Linked DNA regions of Mus musculus: all the other regions are linked to region 6. The links are chromatin contacts, called in public promoter capture Hi-C maps. All regions are on one chromosome and are shown on one strand. Each heading gives the region's core, a stretch centred on a gene start, on an enhancer-like site or on the middle of the called end of the contact. The rest is flanking DNA. Distances are from core to core; before and after follow the strand shown. Region 1 holds the start of Terf2ip (telomeric repeat binding factor 2, interacting protein). Region 2 holds the start of Gcsh (glycine cleavage system protein H (aminomethyl carrier)). Region 3 holds the start of Atmin (ATM interactor). Region 4 holds the start of Adat1 (adenosine deaminase, tRNA-specific 1). Region 5 holds the start of Cmc2 (COX assembly mitochondrial protein 2). Region 6 holds the start of Wwox (WW domain-containing oxidoreductase). Region 7 holds the start of Tmem231 (transmembrane protein 231).

Evidence for each region. Promoter capture Hi-C pulls out the DNA fragments that hold promoters and counts their contacts. Capture Hi-C pulls out chosen DNA fragments and counts their contacts.
Region 1: a promoter capture Hi-C map of liver shows a contact between it and region 6, with 4 times the contacts expected there. The contact joins the promoter of Terf2ip here to the promoter of Wwox in region 6. A contact is called at or near these places in 6 of 39 promoter capture datasets (the 3T3-L1 cell line, 3T3-L1-derived adipocytes, the C10 cell line and 2 more), 2 of 484 Hi-C or Micro-C datasets (both in CD8 T cells), 2 of 115 datasets of contacts at active chromatin or transcription factors (large pre-B cells and pro-B cells) and 2 of 9 other capture datasets (adipose tissue and liver).
Region 2: a promoter capture Hi-C map of pre-B cells shows a contact between it and region 6, with 5 times the contacts expected there. The contact joins the promoter of Gcsh here to the promoter of Wwox in region 6. A contact is called at or near these places in 6 of 39 promoter capture datasets (the 3T3-L1 cell line, the C10 cell line, cranial neural crest and 2 more), 6 of 484 Hi-C or Micro-C datasets (CD4 T cells, the G1E-ER4 cell line, cortical neurons and 2 more), 3 of 115 datasets of contacts at active chromatin or transcription factors (astrocytes, large pre-B cells and pro-B cells) and 1 of 9 other capture datasets (embryonic stem cells).
Region 3: a contact with region 6 is called in a promoter capture Hi-C map of pre-B cells, with 7 times the contacts expected there. The contact joins the promoter of Atmin here to the promoter of Wwox in region 6. A contact is called at or near these places in 12 of 39 promoter capture datasets (the 3T3-L1 cell line, 3T3-L1-derived adipocytes, the C10 cell line and 6 more), 3 of 484 Hi-C or Micro-C datasets (B cells, liver and pre-B cells), 5 of 115 datasets of contacts at active chromatin or transcription factors (astrocytes, embryonic stem cells, forebrain and 2 more) and 1 of 9 other capture datasets (embryonic stem cells).
Region 4: a promoter capture Hi-C map of pre-B cells shows a contact between it and region 6, with 7 times the contacts expected there. The contact joins the promoter of Adat1 here to the promoter of Wwox in region 6. A contact is called at or near these places in 8 of 39 promoter capture datasets (the 3T3-L1 cell line, 3T3-L1-derived adipocytes, the C10 cell line and 4 more), 1 of 15 datasets of contacts at CTCF or cohesin (large pre-B cells), 1 of 484 Hi-C or Micro-C datasets (CD4 T cells), 2 of 115 datasets of contacts at active chromatin or transcription factors (astrocytes and large pre-B cells) and 1 of 9 other capture datasets (liver).
Region 5: a contact with region 6 is called in a promoter capture Hi-C map of liver, with 8 times the contacts expected there. The contact joins the promoter of Cmc2 here to the promoter of Wwox in region 6. A contact is called at or near these places in 14 of 39 promoter capture datasets (the 3T3-L1 cell line, 3T3-L1-derived adipocytes, the C10 cell line and 8 more), 2 of 15 datasets of contacts at CTCF or cohesin (large pre-B cells and pro-B cells), 12 of 484 Hi-C or Micro-C datasets (B cells, CD4 T cells, CD8 T cells and 6 more), 12 of 115 datasets of contacts at active chromatin or transcription factors (T-cell acute lymphoblastic leukemia, astrocytes, cardiomyocytes and 9 more) and 2 of 9 other capture datasets (embryonic stem cells and liver).
Region 7: a promoter capture Hi-C map of pre-B cells shows a contact between it and region 6. The contact joins the promoter of Tmem231 here to the promoter of Wwox in region 6. A contact is called at or near these places in 6 of 39 promoter capture datasets (the C10 cell line, the SN4741 cell line, cranial neural crest and 2 more) and 2 of 9 other capture datasets (adipose tissue and liver).

The regions. Positions count from the first base shown.
Region 1 is chr8:112,009,932-112,012,692 of GRCm38.p6, forward strand. It overlaps Terf2ip (telomeric repeat binding factor 2, interacting protein), which reads left to right and starts at 1,428. Exons shown (of 3, transcript NM_020584.2): 1 at 1,428-2,211. The coding sequence starts at 1,551. Kars (lysyl-tRNA synthetase) reads right to left here and starts at 1,423. Exons shown (of 14, transcript NM_053092.3): 1 at 1,279-1,423. The coding sequence starts at 1,337.
Region 2 is chr8:116,992,244-116,994,943 of GRCm38.p6, forward strand. It overlaps Gcsh (glycine cleavage system protein H (aminomethyl carrier)), which reads right to left and starts at 1,255. Exons shown (of 5, transcript NM_026572.4): 1 at 1,045-1,255. The coding sequence starts at 1,183.
Region 3 is chr8:116,941,966-116,944,665 of GRCm38.p6, forward strand. Atmin (ATM interactor) reads left to right here and starts at 1,428. Exons shown (of 4, transcript NM_177700.4): 1 at 1,428-1,785. The coding sequence starts at 1,462. It also overlaps a transcript of Cmc2 not described here.
Region 4 is chr8:111,991,009-111,993,708 of GRCm38.p6, forward strand. Adat1 (adenosine deaminase, tRNA-specific 1) reads right to left here and starts at 1,294. Exons shown (of 10, transcript NM_013925.5): 1 at 1,173-1,294. Kars (lysyl-tRNA synthetase) reads right to left here. Exons shown (of 14, transcript NM_053092.3): 14 at 2,431-2,698. The coding sequence ends at 2,600.
Region 5 is chr8:116,920,072-116,922,771 of GRCm38.p6, forward strand. It overlaps Cmc2 (COX assembly mitochondrial protein 2), which reads right to left and starts at 1,365. Exons shown (of 4, transcript NM_026844.3): 1 at 1,280-1,365. It overlaps Cenpn (centromere protein N), which reads left to right and starts at 1,669. Exons shown (of 12, transcript NM_028131.3): 1 at 1,669-1,712; 2 at 2,257-2,370.
Region 6 is chr8:114,438,258-114,440,957 of GRCm38.p6, forward strand. Wwox (WW domain-containing oxidoreductase) reads left to right here and starts at 1,395. Exons shown (of 9, transcript NM_019573.3): 1 at 1,395-1,621. The coding sequence starts at 1,515.
Region 7 is chr8:111,932,454-111,935,153 of GRCm38.p6, forward strand. It overlaps Tmem231 (transmembrane protein 231), which reads right to left and starts at 1,360. Exons shown (of 7, transcript NM_001033321.2): 1 at 1,175-1,360; 2 at 907-1,076. The coding sequence starts at 1,313.

The DNA.
Region 1 (2,761 bases), core at 178-2,677, 2.4 Mb before region 6:
ACTTGAGGGCTGGGTGTGGTGGTGCACACCTTTGATCCCAGCACTAGGGAGGCAGAGGCAGGCAGATTTCTGAGCTCGAGGCCAGCCTGGTCTACAAAGTGAGTTCCAGGACAGCCAGGGCGCCAGGGCTACACAGAGAAATCCTGTCTCGAAAAACCAAAAAAAAAAAGAAAAGAAAGAAAGAAAAGTGACTTGAAAGCAGCAGTAAGGCTTCCTTAAATTACCTGAAAACTGAGGTACTTTCTTTCGCTTGTGACTCAAAATTCCAACTACTGATTTAATAAACTCACCCATCCTCCGCTAAGGAATCCACTAAACTGCTCACACAAAGGACAACCAACCAGGGAGCCTGCAACCCATAAATTTAAACATTTTCTTTAAAATCCTTCTAAACCACACAAAGCAGAAACACAGCCATAAAAAGGAAACCCAGTTATTATCTAGAAGGTTTCTGGTATTTCCCTCGGGGATCAATAAGGGGATTTATTTATTGCTAGGGTACTAACGAAAGCAGCCATGGTATGTGACAGCTTAAACTAGTTATTTCCTACAGCTTTGGAGGGTACTATGTAGTTCCAGGCACTAAGAAGACATTCAAGTCATTGCTAGTGTTCTGTGGGTCAAGTGGACTAGAGTGTAGTCCTAAAAGCAACCAGTTAAAGGGAGGGTAATCTTATCTGCCTACTCAATTCTGGGATTTGGAGTGTTTTACAAAGATACCCCCAGCAGTGCAAAGGGAGCCTGGTGTATCCCGCTAAATAAGGCCACTTGCTCCCGTGTCACAGATCCTTTGAGTGACACATATGGGTAGGTACACTATTGTTTCAGAACGTACCCCCTTTTAACACCCAAGGTGCAGAATAACCTTGGATAGGCCAAGGATAATGTAAAGGTTCTTCTTTTAAGAACAAAGATATTTAACCATTTTCCAGTCTATCCGTTGGGGGAGTGGTTCAATTAAAAGAGCATTTCTTAGAAGGTAGGGAAAAGTTAGTTTCACTTTTCTTTGCTACCATTCCCGGTTTCTGTGCTGGCTTTCCCTAGGTATGCTCGTCCCTACGGCTAGGACCAGGGAACCCATCAGCCACGCAGTTGATCCTCCTGGGGCATCCTGGAGGCTGTAGGTTCTACGGCACTGCATCTCTGTCCCAGCATGTGCTCACCCACCGGAAAAGACAAGAGGGACCCCAGGCACAGTCGCCTTGGCGGGAAAACTCCAGGCACTTCCCATCGGAACACTGCAACAAGAGACACTTAGAGATCTTCAACGACACTTACTTCTTGCTTAGTTTCTGCTCGCCATCCACTTTGACTTCACTCTCCTGCAGCGTGGCCATCTTCCCCACTGGCCCGACCCAGAAAAAAAAAAATTATGACTAGCGTAGAACTAGAACTTCCAGGTCGTGGCTCTAAGTCCTGCCTCTTCCGGGAAAGAGGGCGGGCCCTCGGCCGGACTCTCGCTGCGCAGGCGCAGTGCTGGGCTCCTCCGGCGGAGAGTCCGTCTTAGTGGTGTCGTTTCTGCGCTTTACTTGTACAGCGGGGCGACAGGTATGGCGGAGGCGATGGATCTGGGTAAAGACCCCAATGGGCCCACTCACTCCTCCACTCTGTTCGTGAGAGAAGACGGCAGCGCCATGTCGTTTTACGTGCGGCCCAGCTCGGCCAAGCGCCGGCTGTCGACGCTCATCCTGCACGGCGGCGGCACCGTGTGTCGGGTGCAGGAACCCGGAGCCGTGCTTCTCGCCCAGCCCGGGGAGGCGCTGGCCGAGGCTTCGGGCGACTTCATCTCCACGCAGTACATCCTAGACTGCGTGGATCGCAACGAGAAGCTGGACCTGGAGGCCTATCGGCTGGGCCTGACGGAGCAGGCGTCCGATCCGAAGCCCGGGGCTTCCACCGAGGGCTCCACGGAACCGGAGCCGCAGCCCCTGACCGGGCGCATCGCCTACACCGACGCGGAAGATGTGGCCATCCTGACCTACGTGAAGGAGAACGCCCGTTCGCCCAGCTCGGTCACAGGCAATGCCTTGTGGAAAGCGATGGAGAAGAGCTCGCTCACGCAGCACTCCTGGCAGTCGCTCAAGGACCGCTACCTCAAGCACCTACGGGGTCAGGAGCACAAGTACCTGCTCGGGAACGCCCCGGTCAGCCCGTCCTCCCAGAAGCTCAAACGGAAGGCGGAGCAGGACCCCGAGGCCGCGGATAGCGGAGGTGAGGCCGGCACCTTCGGGGCTCCGGGGGGCGGGGCTGCCTGCCTGTCAGCGAGCGTCTTTTTGGGCGCCGTGGGTGGCATAGCTCAGCCCCTCTTCTCTGTTGAGGTCCGAAGCGAAAGTGCACCGTTTCCTCTTATCCCTTGTTTTCTGGTTTTAATTTGTCTTTTCATTTAACTTTTCCTTCCCGTTGACTGGATGTTTGTTCGTTGATGGATTTGGGTTTGGGAGGGCGGGGAACTTGAGTCTCTTCGCTGTGTCGCCCAGGCTGTCCCCAAACTCTATGCCTGAAATATTCTCCTGCCTTCGGAGTGACTGAGACTACGGAACAGTAACTAGTTTACAAAAACGGCTCTGTGTTCAAAAGGAACACAGTACAGTATATATGGAAATCTTCTACCCTTCCTACCCACCATACCCAGGAGGTAACAGGGTAACCTGTTTCTGTTTTCAGAAATTTCAAAGATATTTTCCCTTCCCCCTTTTTCCTTCCTTCCTTCCTCCTCTCCTTTTCTCCTTTTCCTCCACCTCTTCTTGCGCCTCCTCCTCCT
Region 2 (2,700 bases), core at 5-2,504, 2.6 Mb after region 6:
GTGCACAATTCTGCCAGTTCAAAGAGGGTAAAAATGAAAAGAACCTGAGTAGTTAAGCAGACCGTGGGAATTGACACATTAGGCAATATTTAACCAAATACCTGGAACTCAGTATGTAGCTCCAGCTGCCCTCGGCCTCACAGCGATCCTCCACCTCAGCAGTGCTGACACGGTTACCGGTGGAAGCCACCCACCATGCCTGGTTTGAAACGGACTGCTTATTTGAGCATTTCTTTACCCTTGTACTCCAGTCAATAACGGTCTGGTGTGTGAAAAACTGGAGAAATTTTAGCAAGAAAGGAAGAAACGTGGCACTCCACACCGAGGAATAACGTGATCAACATTTTGAGTTCCACAGATTTCTGACCCACGGCACTCGCTGAGAGCAGCCGTTCCGATTTGTGCTGCCTGAGTAAGGTCTCCACTACTTGCACATAAAACTGTTTCCCAGCTAACTGTGCAAACGCGTACAATGGGCAGGTCTCCCAGCTATTTCCAGTCCGTCAAACCAGGCTCGTTTGAACCCCAGTACACATCAATGACTCAGACGTTAGAACTTTTCCTGCTGTCTGTAGTTCACAGCTAAAGCTTCCTCACTACGCTTGATTTTGCGGGGGGCGGGGGAGAGAGTAAAAAGCTTATTTCTGTTACTCTGACTTTTCATTCATCTGTATATGCATTCTGCTAAATTTTAGTATGTGTTTCTGCTTAACTTCACTTCGCAGTTCCTCGTAAACAAACTGCTGTTAGGTTCCACAGCAAACCTAAGTGCTCCCCACATTTAGGATCTCGGTGCACCTAAAAGCAAGCTCAGCCCGGCACGAGTGGCCGGTTTACCTGCGGGTCCAGCCGTCCTTCCCTCCCAGCTCCACCTTTCTACCCCGGGTTCAAAGTTTGCTCCTGTACTCTCCCGCCTACTTAGGGAGAAAGGCCGCAGAACCAGGATCCCAAGAGCGAGAAGCGTGGGTAGGGCTATAGGTCGGTCCGGCCAGGAGGCTTGGGAGTAGGGCGGGCAGGAGCGGTGACCACGTGCCCTGCACTTACCCGACAGCAAAGCAGATCCGGTGCGCAGTGAGCGGACGGCGGCGGCGCTCGGTACACAGGGCCGCGGCGAGCAGAAGGTCAGGGCGGTGCGCAGGCTGTAGGCCACAACCCGCAAGCTCCTCGACACTTGCAGCGACATGGTCAGAGGTCCGGAGGGTAACTGCGCTTCGCCTCCGCCACCGGGCCGGTGGGGACGGGGTGGGTCCAGAGTAAGCGGAGCACCCAGGCCCGGGGGCGGAGCCCGGGAGAGGCGCGCTCTGATTGGACATCTTGAAGGTTCCACTTCGGATAGGACAACCCGCGCGAGGGGCGTGTGCATGTGGAGGCGCTGAGGCCCGGATGGGGCTGTGTGAGAGGCGCAGATTGGCTGGGCAGGGAGGAGGCGGGGCCTCACTGGAGGGCGGAGAGTAGAATCTTGCGAATAGAAGCTCCAAGTCCGCAATCTAGGAGTTGCCCTGAACTGCATCGCTGCAGGGGCCAGAGAAAGATTCCAGCAAGGATGGTTTTGCTGGGCTAACGCAGTCTCATGCCACTAAGCCAAAAAGTCCTACGGAAGATGAGGTGCCGCCAGGCCCTTAAAGCACACAGTTACGCCTAACTGCACAAGGTCACCCCCATGGGATTCATTTAAGACCGTTCTAGGCATCAAACCCTGTTTCAAAGAAAGAAAGAGGGAGGGAGGGAGGAAAGAAAAAGGACAGAAAGAGAAAAGGGAGCCGGGCGTGGTGGCGCACGCCTTTAATCCCAGCACTCGGGAGGCAGAGGCAGGCGGATTTCCGAGTAAGGAGTTGTCCATCCTCGGAGTTATCAAGTCAGGGACCTCCATTCCTTATGTTCACTGTCAAGGGAAATGGGTTGGCACCACCAAGACAAAACAGGATTTACCCTGAGGTGGCTGCAGATGTCCTTGGAGAGGGAGAGAAGGCTCCCTGAAAAGGCTCAGTGTCCCTTAGCCAAGAGAAAAGCGTAGGATGTACTGGGGGCAGGGAACCCAGAGTCTGTACAGTGGATGAGGGGAAGGGCGGAACAATATATACTAGAAGCTGTACCAGACATTCAAGCCAAACTAGGGCTGCTGGTGGCAAGGAAGTAGCAGTTAGATAAAAACTCTGGTAGATGACAAAGGTGGTGAGCTTCCATGATGGCCAGCTTCATCTACACCCCCCTGAGCTGAGACAAAAGCCCGGTACCTTAAAAACGGGTGGTACCTTTTAAAATGGGCTGTTTCTTCTCCTGCCAGCCCAGCCAGCCTCCTGCTCAGGGACTGGCTCAAGTAGTTCAAGGCCACATCAGGACCGGCTTACACTTGTAGGCCAGCCAGTGATCCTGTCTTTTCTTTAAACTGACCAGCCCTATAGGGAAGACTCTACAGAGCCAGCAAACAAACAAAGCAACCCAACCCTCAAGAAGAGATTCCAGCCTGGTAGCTGCATGCAGCTTTAATCCTAGCACTCAGGGACAGATCTCTGAATTCAATGTCAGCCTGGTCTATAGTGAGTTCCAGAACAGCCAGGGCTATACCAGACAACCAGAGGAACTCTGTCTCCGAAAACCAAAGATAGATAGATAGATAGATAGATAGATAGATAGATAGATAGATGATGGATGGATGGATAGATAGATAGATTAAACATTTATATATATTAAAAAAAGAGA
Region 3 (2,700 bases), core at 178-2,677, 2.5 Mb after region 6:
CTTCCTCCAGTGATGGGCTACAATCTGGAAGTCTAAGCCAAATAAACCCTTTCCTCCCCCAACTTGCTTTTTGGTCACGGTGTTTTATCACAATAGAAACCCTAACTAAGGCTTAAAGACATTTCCTCCATACATACCTTTTTAAGGGGGAGGGGGGATGGTTTGATTTTATTTGTATGAGTGCTTTGTTTGCATCTGTGTATGTATACCACATTCGTGCCTGGGAACTGGAGTTATGGATGGTTGTAAACCACCATTTGGGTGCTTGGAATCAAACCTGTCTTGTGTAAGAACATTAAGTGCTCTTAACCACAGAGCCATCCCCCTAGCCCCACTAGCTCCCTTTGACCACTCTCCCGACCAGTCAGTCACATACAAAGAAGTCATTCTGCCCACAAGGTTCATGAGTGGCTGAATGGGAACTGCCGAAGCCCTTGCACTTGCTGGGGTATTTATTCTACTTCGTAACTCTCCCTGGTACAGTTGGCAGGAATCTGGACCTGGAATCTGAACAAGAAAGCCTAGCGTCATGCTGAACAATTCTCAAAAATGCCTGCTTCAGAATTCCTGGAGTCTGAGTATGTCCCCAAGGCAAAGGGACTCTGCAGTTGAGCCCATTGGCCCTGTGATACCCAGGTCCAATGTAGTAGGTGGCATGATGACGATAGATGTCGGTTATGAAATGTGACAGACTCAACTTCCCATTCCTGATTTTGGTGTAAAGGAAGGCCCATTGGCAAAGAAATGCAGGTGACCTCTAGACGCTGAAAAAGGCAAGATCCTTGGAAGAACAAGCCCAGCTGACACCTTGCTTTCAGCCGACTAGATCCACCTCAGACTCTTCCCTCTTCAGAGATAAGAGAGAATTAGTCTGTGGGGGCTGGGCTGTAGCTCAGCTGGCAGAGTACACGTCTAAGGCACTGGGTTCAATCTTTAACGCTACCACTAGGCTTAGTAAAACCCCAGGAGTATGGAGGTAGTGGTAAGAGAATAAGGAGTTCAAGGACTCCTTGATTATATGGGGATTCTGAGGCCAGGCGGGGCCTCAAAGAATAAGATAAGTTTGTTTTGTTTTGTTTTTAGTGTGCTACCGATCAAATCCAGGGCCTTAAGCATGCTAATCAAATAGTCTACAATATAAAATTTATTCCTAATAACAATAAATCAACGGTCAAAAAAAAAAGGTTAAACCTGAAAGCATCTCTTTCTCTTCTATCCAGCTGTTGCCTGAGCTCAGGTCCCTAGGAAGTAGAAAGTGTGGGTTCATGGAACCTATCCAATTCACCTGTTCTCCCAGCACATGGGACTTCAACCTCCAACACGCGCTCGCCGCGGCCGGCGGGCGGCGCTGCGGCCACCGACCGGCCGGATGCTAATGAGCCCGGAGGCCCCGCCCCCTGCCGGAAGTGGCTGCGGCGGGGGCGGGCACTGCGAGAGGGGCCTGGCGGCCGTGCGGGAGCCATGGCGGCCACGGAGGCGGCGGCGGCCGATTCTGCGGGTCCGGCCCCGGGTGTCCCGGCCACGCCGGCGAGCACGCGGGGAGCCGCCGCCGCCTCTAGCCCGTGGAGGCCGCCCGAGTCGCGACTGCAAGGCAGCCGGCCGAGACCGGCCAGGGCTCGGGCCGCGGCCCCGGTGCCACCGGCCCGGGAGCTGATCCAGCCGACTGTGAGCGAGCTGTCCCGGGCTGTGCGCACCAATATTCTGTGCACCGTGCGCGGCTGCGGCAAGATCCTGCCCAACAGCCCTGCGCTCAACATGCACCTCGTCAAGAGCCACCGACTGCAGGTGAGCGGGCCGCGGCGGGGACGCGGGCGCGGGGTGTGCGGGGTTTGCGCCGTGCCCTGCCACCTGCGCCCGACCGACCGAGCACGGCGAGAGCGCGGGGGAGCGCGCACAACGCACCGGGCAAGCAGCTTCTCGGTGGCGTGCCCACAACACCTCGGGGAGCCTGCCTGTTTACTCAGGTTCCAAGGATGAGCGACAGGTGATGTCGCCAAGGCACCCAGATGCAACCCCGCAGGCTTTCCGCCCCTCCCACGAAACTGCCGGTGGGTCCTACCTGGTCACTCAAAAGCGGCTGCGGGTTGGGTTGGACTCTGGGCACTTGAGCTGCAAGTTTCACGAGGCTGCTGAGATCAACTCTGCGCAGGAAGGAGAGGGGAGGGAGGTTTCTCCCGTGGATCTGTAAGGAGGAGGTTCACCGGTAGCTGGTATGACGGATGTCTGACCAAGACCTCTCCGTGTTACATAAATGGGGACGGTGGCTTTCAAACCCATGGTATACTCTGGAAGCTTGGGGGAGGAAATCAGATGTTAGGGCCCCCATGCCAGACCTGTTAAGTCACAGCTGCTCAGCTTTTACAGTAGAAAGCTTCCTTTCACCGTCAGATCTCAGTGCCCCCAGTGCTCCAACTGGAAAACGCAAGTCACTGAAAGCAGTTTTGTGCGCCTTTCCCCTGGTCAGATTTGAGTCATTACTTGGAGGGTTGCAGGATCTCTCTGACCTGCAGGTGAATTCACCGTGGGCATCCCCCACCCCCACCCCTGAGAACTCCCCAACTGTAACTTTTAGGTTTTACTCTGTAGTAAGGCCAATAAGTGTAGTAAGGCCAACAAAAGGCAACAGTGATGTCAGGGAAAGGTCAGTCAGGAAATGTCAGCAGGGGCAAGCTGAGGAAGTTCTGTGTAAAGGTTTGAGCC
Region 4 (2,700 bases), core at 44-2,543, 2.4 Mb before region 6:
AGGTTTCAATCTCAGTTTTAATACAGATGAACTGTGTGATTCCTGGGTAATTAGTTTTCACATCTGTTAAAACATGACTAATAGTATTTAACATTTTTTTTTCTAGACAGGGCTTTTCTGTGTAACAGTCCTGGCTGTCCTAGGACTTGCTCTGTAGACCTGGGTGCCCTGGAACGCACAGAGATCACCTGCCTCTGCCTCCTTTGTGCTAGGATTAAAGGCACGTGCCACCTAGCTAGTATTTAACATCTCTTATAAATACTTAAAAAGGCAAATGTCTATATACTGTGATTAGCATTCAGAAGATACAACATTTGGTGATCTGGGAAATTTGTATTGGTGGCAGAAGAGAAGCAATGTAACGGGCACACCAAGCCACTTCCATACAACCTAACAGAACATTATGCAGATCAGATCTGAAAGAGGCCTACAGTTGGCAGAAGAAATTCTCTCACTCTTGGCTGTTAGCGCTCACTGGATATAGCTCGACTTCAGTCGATTATATAAAAAGCTCCGTAGATGAGCTCACGCGATGGCTAGAGATGGCAGAGCATTTGTAGAATAAACAACAGAATTGTTTTTTTTGTTAGTTTGTTTTTTTTCTGAGCTCTGATGCGATGTTTTGGCAAGGTATTTCTAAGACTTCTGCAAAATGCAGGCACATTTTGCAGTAAATGGTAATGACTATTCTGGCAGGGGCTGACAGAGATTGTAACTTTCAAGTCTAACGCAGAGAAGTCTTGTATTTCTAGAAGGAATCCCAGAATCCTGTTAGTTCCTGATAGGCATCACAGAAGTTTATTTTATGAAGGTAGCCATCTGCCATTAAATTCGAGGTACACATTAGAACTACAAAACAAGGGGACGAAGCGGTCCAAACTACATCACGTCATTCACGCAGTTGTCGAACGTTTCGATATTTTGGGTCCGCTGTAATTCATCTCTACAACCCCAGGGCTCCTTCATACGAAGCAGCTCACAACAGGTATTGCTTTGGCTAAAAATAACAGTGCAAAGGTTGAAAAAACAAACAAACACTTCTTTTCCCACCCTTCCTACCGCAGGGCTGGAGAGCCTAGCAGGGCTGAGACCCCTCCCCGTGGGAGCAGTGGACACAGGTCCTCACAGTCTCCCCCCACCGCCCTCCCCTCGGCCAACTGTGTAGAGCTAACCCCGAGACGCCGATCCGGAGTCCCTCACACCCTATTATCCACGCGCCGCAACCTCCACGCGATGCCCCTCTACCGCCACGCTCGTTTAACCAGGTTGCGCAGCGGAAGTGACGCCCTAGAGGGCCGCTCCGGTCAAGCTCTGCCCGCAAAGCACGCTGGTCTTTGTAGTCTGTGGGAACGGTGCAAAGGGGAGGAAGCCGCCTCCGCAGCAAAGACCGACTTAGCTCGCATCTCATCAAAATTTTGAACAGAACTATAAGCAGATCCTCTGACAGTTTCTCACCTCAGTCATGGGCTTGGATGACCTGGCCCTCACTCATTTCTCTCATAACCCATTGTTATTCTTCAAATCGTTTCTTTTTTTTTTTTTTTTTTTTTCGAGACAGGGTTTCTCTGTGTAGCCCTGGCTGTCCTGGAACTTACTCTGTAGACCAGGCTGGCCTCGAACTCAGAAATCCACCTGCCTCTGCCTCCGGAGTGCTGGGATTAAAGGCATGAGCCACCACTGCCCGGCTCTTCAAATACAGTCTTATGGACATATATGCATGTATATATTTTAAAAGATTTATGTGCGTGTGCCTGTATCAATTGTCAATTTGTGCACATATGTGCATGCAAATGCCCAAGGCAGCTAGAAAAGGGTATTGGGAACTGGATCACGGTTGCAAGCTGCCTGACACACGGGTGCTGGGTACTGAAGCCTGGTCCTCTGTAAGAGCATCAATCCCTTGCAGCACTGAGCCATGTCTCCTGTACTGCAGTCTAAGTCTGCCTCCAGCCAAAAGGAACCTGCACTGGATCTGGTCTGGTTCTCCCTCAACTCTGCACTCAAGCCCTAAAGAAAATAAAAGGGATTTTTATGGAAGAAGTGACTTGACTTTTGTTCTCTGGTTGTTTCCAGTATTTCAGCACAATGGCTCATACTGAATAGACAGACATTAATATACATTTATTAGAGATTCTGACTGCAGGTGGGGCCGAGAAGTTGGCTTAGGAGTTAAGAGCACACCCTGCTCCCATGGGGCTGACCTTCGTTTTTCAGCCTCCGTGCTGGGCAGCTTACAGTGCCTGTAACTCTGGCTCTAAGGGACCCAACATCTCTGGCCTCAGGGCACCTGCACTCTAAATGCACACACACACACACACACACACACACACAATTGATAATAAAAATAAATCTTAAAAAGAATACAATGACAGAGCTCTAATTAGACCACTCATCAGACCAGCAGCCCGGGGGAGAAAAAGTAACACTGCATGGGTAAAGAGAGAAATGATTTATTTGGTAACGAGGAATAAAAAGAACTTCTTTAGTTCTTCTCTCTTGTGGAGGTTGGACTGCAGTGGCCAGATGGACGGCGCCACACAGGAATCGCTCCCTCAGACCAGATCTGCTGAGATGCAGACACCATAGTTGCATGTGCCTTCTAGACAGAGGGGCTGGCCTCTGTGCTCTCTGGGGTTTCAGTGGTCGCTGCAGTTTCCTTCTTGTCCTCTGGCTTCATGGCAGGAAACAGAAGTACTTCCT
Region 5 (2,700 bases), core at 115-2,614, 2.5 Mb after region 6:
TACAAAAATACACACTAATTAAGGCCAGCAAGTGCATGAGGACTTGAATTCAATCTTCAAAACACACATGGTGGAAGGAGAAAACTAACTCCAGTGAGCATCTTCTGACAGGCAGGCGTGCACGCACACACACGCACACACACACACACACACACACACACACATGATCATTTCTCAACTATCACCTTAAAACTGCTTCTCAAAAGAATAGGCCTCTGCCGGGCGTGGTGGCGCACGCCTTTGATCCCAGCACTTGGGAGGCAGAGGCAGGCGGATTTCTGAGTTCAAGGCCAGCCTGGTCTACAAAGCGAGTTCCAGGACAGCCAGGGCTACACAGAAAAACCCTGTCTCGAAAAACCAAAAAAAAAAAAAAAAAAAAAAAGAATAGGCCTCCTCTGCATCATTCTGGAACAATCTCCTACTAGTGCCAGGTAGGCAGGTAAGTAGTCTGCTAAGACCAGGGAAATTTTAGAGGAAAAAAGAAATAAATGTCTGCTGAATGTTGACATTTAACACTGAAAATGGAGAGGCGTATTTTCACTTCGATCAACCAAATACCAAGGCCTGGATGTACAAGACAGAAAAGATGTCAAGAGAATCCCTTTGCCAAGGCAAAGTTGCATACATTTAAAGTGGGTTTTGTTACTAACACAGGGTCTAGTGTAGCCTCAAATTCCTTATGTTGCTGAGGGTGACCTTGAATTCCTGATTCTTGCCTCCACCACCTCCCCAGAGCTGAGATTGAAGCAAACCATCCTACCCTCCTTGCCTGGGGTTTTGTTTGATTTCGAGAAGTTTTAACAGAGGCTTCTAATACATCTATTGTGAAAACACTCACAGTCGTCCTCGAAGCCTATCTAACGGACCCTAAACATTACTTTCCTTGTCAAGTGTACCGTGGGGGATCTTTACAGATACCCACATCACCAGCCAGTCCAGTGACTTTTCAGTAAAGAAACTTTTGACGGCAGCTCCCTAGATTAGTTATCAGCCAGAACAGTTAGCTCAATGCGCCCTCAGTGTCACGCATCTCCAAAGTTTTGCAGCAGGGTACGCGCACTCGACCAGGCGCGCGCCCAAGGTCGCAATGCCAGCGAGCGGCGGGCAGATCTCAGCAGTGTGACAGCTCATGCCCGCGGCTCACCAAGAAGAGTGTTCCTAGTAAAGGTCCAAGGGCAGGGACATGGGTGAACCTAGCGCGGCGTGGGAAGCTAAAGAGCCGCGTCCTTCCGCCACAGGCAGCCAGATGCCCGGAGGCTGAAGGACACCCGACACTCACCGTCACTCAGCCCCTACAAGAAGCACAGAAAGAGAAGTCACCGACACGGAGCCCGCAGCTCCCTTAGGACTTGCAAGCACCGACGCTCCGCGCATGCGTCATCCTGCATGCATCGCTCCGCCTGGACCGGTCCACTGTCCCATGCTGAGGGGGATCTAGGGCCATCCCACCGGGGCTCGGCGGGGACAGCACACAGAGATGACTGCCAGGTGGAATTCGAGACGGAGAACAATTATATTTACATGATCCTGTCTCTGAGTACAGCGACTCTGGGGATCTAAAGCGTTTTCCATCAGGCGCCCACAGCCGCGTCCCCCCGTGCAGCCGAAGCAGTGCGGAGGGCTTGCCAGGTGGGCGGGGCCCGAGCGGCCATTGGCGGCTTCAAAAGCACCTCGGCGGGAACCGCTGCAGAGACGGCGGGCGATGTGGACTGGTAAGGCAGCCTCAGCGACACCGAATTGGACTCGGAGGCGGCGGGAGGACTACAGGAGCCAGGCCTCAGACATCTACGGGGGCCTTGCCACGGCGCAGTTCCGCCACGGGATCTTAGCCTAGGAGTGACACTAGTGGAGGCCGGGTCCGGGCCAAGAGGGCCGGGATGAGCGTCCATGGCGTCATATCCGCCCGGAGTGGGGCGGGGTTTTATGTCCCTTGGCGTTTATGCCATGGAGGCTCCGGGCTGCCCGCTCAAGAGCTGCTTTACTTTGATCCTTAGGTTCCGTCGAGCCTAGGTGTCAGCTCTCTAATTCCTAGCCTCGCCTCAGTTTTTGTCCATGCCTCCTGTTGCTATACTCCTTGTGCTCCATGCGGGTCTACCGGATCGTTATTGTCACGTGTACATTCAACAGCCTTGTCTTAGCTGCTACCATGAATAAAGCGCTAGAAAATAGAAATTGAAATAGTAACAGGGCAGAAAGTTCACTCAAAGACTTGCTAACTTTGTTGATGTGTTACGCCCTTTCTGTCATTTCTTTTAGGAAGGGCATGGTGCAGATAGATCACTCAGAATTAAGAATCTTCGGAAGTGCTAAGGATTGGGCACCCCACCCCGAAGGCCCTGATCTCCGAAGTTTATAGCCGCATCTGGCCTGGTCAGTACTGGGATAGGAGAAATGCCTGCTTTGCATACACTCTCCTCTAATTTACCTCACTGAGGATCAGGAAAACGCTCTCAGATGTTGTCACGAACAAGGTGTTGGTTTAATAGTTGACAGACAGTGGAACTATATCCTTCCCTTGTGCATACCGCTTAGGGTGGGTATCCAGTCACTCTTCCATCAGTCATTAGTCAAGTGCATATGAGATTGTTCTTGGGTGACCAGACTCGCTGTGTGATTTGGCTCATGGTGACTGAAATTGCTAGGATCAGAACCCCCCAGCCCTGGCAGCCCTAACAAGCTAGGCTCCATAGGCCACTTAAA
Region 6 (2,700 bases), core at 145-2,644:
GCATCTTGTTGTTGCAAATTTCTACTAGAGAAGAAAGTAAACAATCGATTAAAAACAAACAAACAAACAAACAAACAAACAAAAAACAGGTTCAAAGGTTCCTTGCTGGGAACCAAGGCTTTGAACTGCAGGCTGATAGCGCCACCTGGCGTGCAGCTTCGGAAGCACAAGCTTGGATAGTTAAAAAATCCTCATTTCATAACTACTGTGGCGCAGATGTTTTTACAGAAACAAGATGGTCATAAAATCTCCTTAGGGTATGACTTTGTGGGTGTTGGCTTTGTCTCACACGTATTCAAGCTCCTGAAAAATCTTCTTTGCCTGGGTTTACATGCAGATAGATCCTTGTTAGATCAAAGTCAAAGCTAAACTTCCAGGAGCCAGAAATGATAAACAAATAGGGGAAGGGACTAAGTGCTGTTGTGAAGGTAGGCTTCACATTGTGGGTCTAGGATATTTATAACCAGGATTTTTTTTTCAGGTGCTTTAAAAGTCTGCTTTGCAAGTTTGTAATCAGGTGCCGCCTATGAACAAGAGAACCAAGTTATGGTTGGAAGACCATTCTCTCTTAATAGAGAATCTGGAGGCATGAGAATTTGCATGTTCTCGATTTTTGGCTCCCTTTATAGCATAGGCTGGCCTCGAACTTGTGAACTTGTGATCGTTTTGACTTACCCTCCCAAATTCTGGAGTCACTTAGTTCTCCAAGTGTAGGTTTTTTTTTTTTAAATGGCATATTTACATAAACAACACAGATTGTGAATGGAAAAATACCTGGATAGTATCAAGTCAGGACATTTACTCTCGCAGGTGTGTCCAACCTGAGGCTCGTGGCAACACGTGGCCCGGGATACTAATAAATGCTGCCCAACACAAAAATCCTAAACTTTAAGCATTGTGAGATTTTTCTTTTCTTTTTCCTATTTGGATATTCGATTGAGGGCTTCTCTAGTGTAAATTTTGGAAATGACCATGTCACAGTATCATGTCGTAGTGTCAAAAGGTTGTACACCTGCAGGGCATGGGACGAAACTGGAGCTCAGAATAATCTCATCAGAACCTTTCCCCCCTCCCCGCCCCCCCTTTATAGTCCAGTTGAGCTTGGACTACATTTCCCAGGATACTTCACTGCTGGGACTCATTCAGGATTGGGTAAAACAATAAGGAAGTGCCTTCGGGTCGCCCAGCAACGTGCAGAGTCCTGCATGATGACTGGGTAAGCACGCCCCTTCCAGGAGGCTGAGGAAGCTTATTCCAGTTTCTGAGCCGTTCCTGCTTTTCCTTCCACCCCCCACGGCCGTTCCATCTCTTCCGCGTTCCCTCCCGTGCTCTTCTCAGGCTCCGCCCCCTTTCCCGCCAGTAGCTGCAAAACCCGGAAACTGGATTACAGCCGCGGACCGGCTGGGCGAGCAGTGCGCAGGCGCGAGCGGTCTGGTCCCCTCCCGGACGCGCGCGGCGCGGTTGAAGCCAGAGTGAGTTGCTGAGGAGAGCAGGCGGCTACTTCTGTCTCCAGCATGGCAGCTCTGCGCTATGCGGGCCTGGACGACACGGACAGTGAGGATGAGCTGCCTCCGGGCTGGGAGGAGAGAACCACCAAGGACGGCTGGGTGTACTACGCCAAGTAAGCGGCCTTGGAGCGGCGTTCCTGGGAGCCGTGTCCTGCGAGGCCTGGACCCTGCGCTGCCCTGCCAGGCGGGCATGCGCATCCGAAATGCCAGCCACCTGTCCCAGGCTGTCCCCCGTTATTAGGGGATCTGGGTCAAGGTCCCGTCACCTGGCCACCCGCCGCACGCCCCCTGCCGCTCACTAGGTGGCACTGCACCGTGCGGTGGTGGCGCCTAGGTCTTACTCCTCTAAAGAGGAAATAGAGAAAACTTCAAAGCCAAGCTCCTGCCATGGGGACCTGATCTGGAGGCCCAGCAATCTGTATTTTTAAGCAGATGTCCTGGATGGCTCGCAGTGGTTTCCCAGGGAAGTCTTGGAAACCTCCACAGAGCCTTTCCCTGTTGCTAACCGTGACCTTGGGCCACTGAAAGCAAGCCCCTGACTTTTCTGTTCTCCTCATCTCTGAAATGAGCAGACACAAGAATGAATCTGTGCTGTGCACAAGGCACTCAGTGGAGAGGCTAGTAGGTTGCCCCGCAGGCGTTTTCTGTTACTTGGACTGTATCTGTGGCAAAATTGCATAGGCGTGATAGGGGATAGTAGCTCCCATAGGGGGAGCTACTGCAGCTGACTCTATGCTTGGGGACCTCTGTTCATTTTTAAGAAATAGATACTTAATGGACAAAATGCTAGGTTTTCATACAGTCTTGATCAGGCTCTGCCAGTCAAAGAATGAAAAAGCGGGAAATTCGCAATGTAGCAGGTAGCAGTGGAGAAGTCTCCAACACCTCCGACAGCAGCAGGCACAGTCAGCAGGCTGAAAGGCACTCTGTAGGGGAGGACTCGTGTTCACAGGGCAGACACACATGGAGAAAACAACTGCAAAGCCAAAGGGAACTCTGGAGCCGAAAAAATTGCAGCCTCTTCTTGAGGGCTTTGGTTTTAAGTCATTGAGGAGTTTTCATTCCCTAATTTAAGAGTTGGTCAGTTTGAAGAAAAGATAAGGGTTGGTCAACCCACATCTGTTGGGTAACGTGTCCTGATGTGGTCTCGAACTTGCTGAGCCAGTCATCAGCAACAGCTGACTAGCAGGAG
Region 7 (2,700 bases), core at 110-2,609, 2.5 Mb before region 6:
GTATAGGTCAGGGAAGGGGGGGGGCAATCCTGCCTCAGGTGGAGGTTAGAAACAAAATATTTACTAACAAACACCTAGTTAAAGTCATCACTCTGCCCATGTCATTATATGAACGGCAAGGGATGACCGTAAGGAAGCACTTGATTTATGCGAAAGTAAACACTAAACTGCAGCCAGTAAAATGTTTCCCTTACACAGGAGACAGCTGCAGTGTGGCAAAGAGTTGAGAAGCCTAACCCAGACAGGCGTGGCTTGGCTAGAGCAGGACCTGAGAATTCAACCAATCACCGCTTGCCCCGCCCTACCCCGCATCAAGTCTGCATAAAAACACTGGTACTTTCTGTCTTTACAGCTTGGTGATGTTCAAACTCAGCAGCGTACTGGGGTGTACAGAACTCCGCCTACAAGCCCTCAAAGGGGTTTTTTCTTCAGCCACCTTTCCATTCAGAAAATGACCAGCACCAGAAACAGGCTCTGGACTCTTGTTGTCCGGCAAACACAGTGCCTGCACGGCTGCCTTTCTAGGGAAACCTGGAGAAACTGAATAAAACTATCTAGAAAGTTAAGCATGCGCAGGCCAAAGGGACTTTTGTTTCCAACCCTCGTGGCTCCTTAAGATCCAAGCTGTGGGACTGAGAGTGGCTCAGTGGTTAAGTCCTTGCATGCAAGCACAAAGCCTTGGGTTTGATTCCCAGCACCCCATATACCCCAGCAGGGCGTTGCATAGCGAATCCCCGGCACTGGGAAGGTGAAGGCCGAGTATCAGTTGTTGAAAGACGACTTTGGCTATATAGTTTAAGGCAAGCCTGGGATACACGAGACTCTGCTCTCACACCCGGTCAAATGACCCAAACTGGGATCTCACTCCATCCTATCACCCCCAGGATCCGGGCGGGAACCACGCACCGACACGAGCGGGACGCGCAGGTGAGCCCCCTGCAGCCGGTTGAAGGTGGGGAACGTGCTCCAGGCGAGGAAGGCTTCAGGCTCCGGCCCCAGGAGAGCCACGAGCAGCACTTGGTGCTGGAAGCGCACGTTCGGCTGCTCCTCGTAGCTGCTCCGCTTCAGCCAAAACCCTGCGGGAGACAAGGCGGGTTGGGGGGAGCCAGGTTAGGATTGCCGGCCTGGGCCCGCCGGCCGCGCCGTGTGGCCCTCCAGGCCCGGGCAGGCTCACCGTGGCTCCGGAAGGCCACCAGCAGCGGGGGGATGTAGGTGAGCGCGGTGGTCAACAGCAGGAAGAGCGCGGCCTTGGAGCAGAGCCCCGCGCGGTAAGCGCGCTCGATTGGGTGAGAGAAGAGATGGTACAGCGCCATGAGCGCAGGGCCGCAGCGCCGAGTCTCCACGGCAACCGACGGCGGGCAGAGGAACCAATAGCAGGCATGCAGGCCTCTAGAAGGGGGTGGAGCTAGCAGGAGGAGGGTCCTGTGTTAGTGCTGTGCCTGCGCGTCTCTTCAAGAAGGCAACTGTATGGGCTGGTGAGATGGCTCAGCCGGTAAGAGCGCTGACTGCTCTTCCAAAGGTCCTGAGTCAAATCCCAGCAACCACATGGTGGCTCACAACCATCCATAATGAGATCTGACGCCCTCTTCCGGAATGTCTGAAGACAGCTACAGTGGTGTACTTACATATAATAAATAAATCTTAAAAAAAAAAAAAAGAAAGCAACTGTAATGATATTTTCACTCACCAAAGTCTGTGTCAATTGTACAAAATCAGACGTGCATAGATGTTGACATCACCCCATAGATCATCTATTAACTCATGACATAAGGATGGTTGATGTAGCTTAGTTGGTAGAGGGCTAGCCTACTATACAGGAAGCCCTGAGTTCATCTCCAGCACTTCATTAAACCAGGCACCTTGGCCCACATCTGTAACACTAACAACTCTTCAGGTGAAGACAGAAGGATCAGAAGTCCAAGGTCATCTTTAGCTACATTGTGAGTTTGAGACCAGCCAGAGATACTGGAGACTTTGTTTCAATGCAAAAACTCCATTGAGGTTCATACTGAAGTCGGGACATTCCTATAACAAGGCCACCGTCCTAGAACCAGGTACTTTTGTCTTCAAGGTTAATGCTTTCACTATGCCCCATAGCAGGAAAGATAGAAAACAGGAAACAAACCCCCTGATTATTTAAAGGTTAGAACAAAAACAAAAAATAAAAGGCCGGGCGTAGTGGTGCACGCCTTTAATCCCAGCACTCAGGAGGCAGAGGCAGGCGGATTTCTGAGTTTGAGGCCAGCCTGGTCTACAAAGTGAGTTTCAGAACAGCCGGGGCTACACAGAGAAACCCTGTCTCGGAAAAAAAAAAAAAAAAAAAAAGGTTAAAGGGTATTTTACTAAATGGCTCCTTCTGTTGTACTTTGTTAGCTATAAACACTGATACTGTCTTCCCCAAAGTTAGCATTAGCTGATCACTTAGGTAAATACTAACACCAATATCTTAACATGGAAGACAGATTTTTACCTGTTTGGAAGTAGGGTCTTACTATGTAGCCTGTGCTGGCCCTCAATTCTCCTTTCTCCAGGTCCTCTGCAAGAACAATCGGTGCTCTTAACAATTGGGTCATCTCTCCAGCTCCCACCATCTATCTTAATTCTGGAAAGGCTGTCCTCTGACCTCTACATGCCTGTCATGGTGCTCATCTGCATCTATGCACAAATAATGAATAAGTAAATGTAGTGTAACATGTAAGT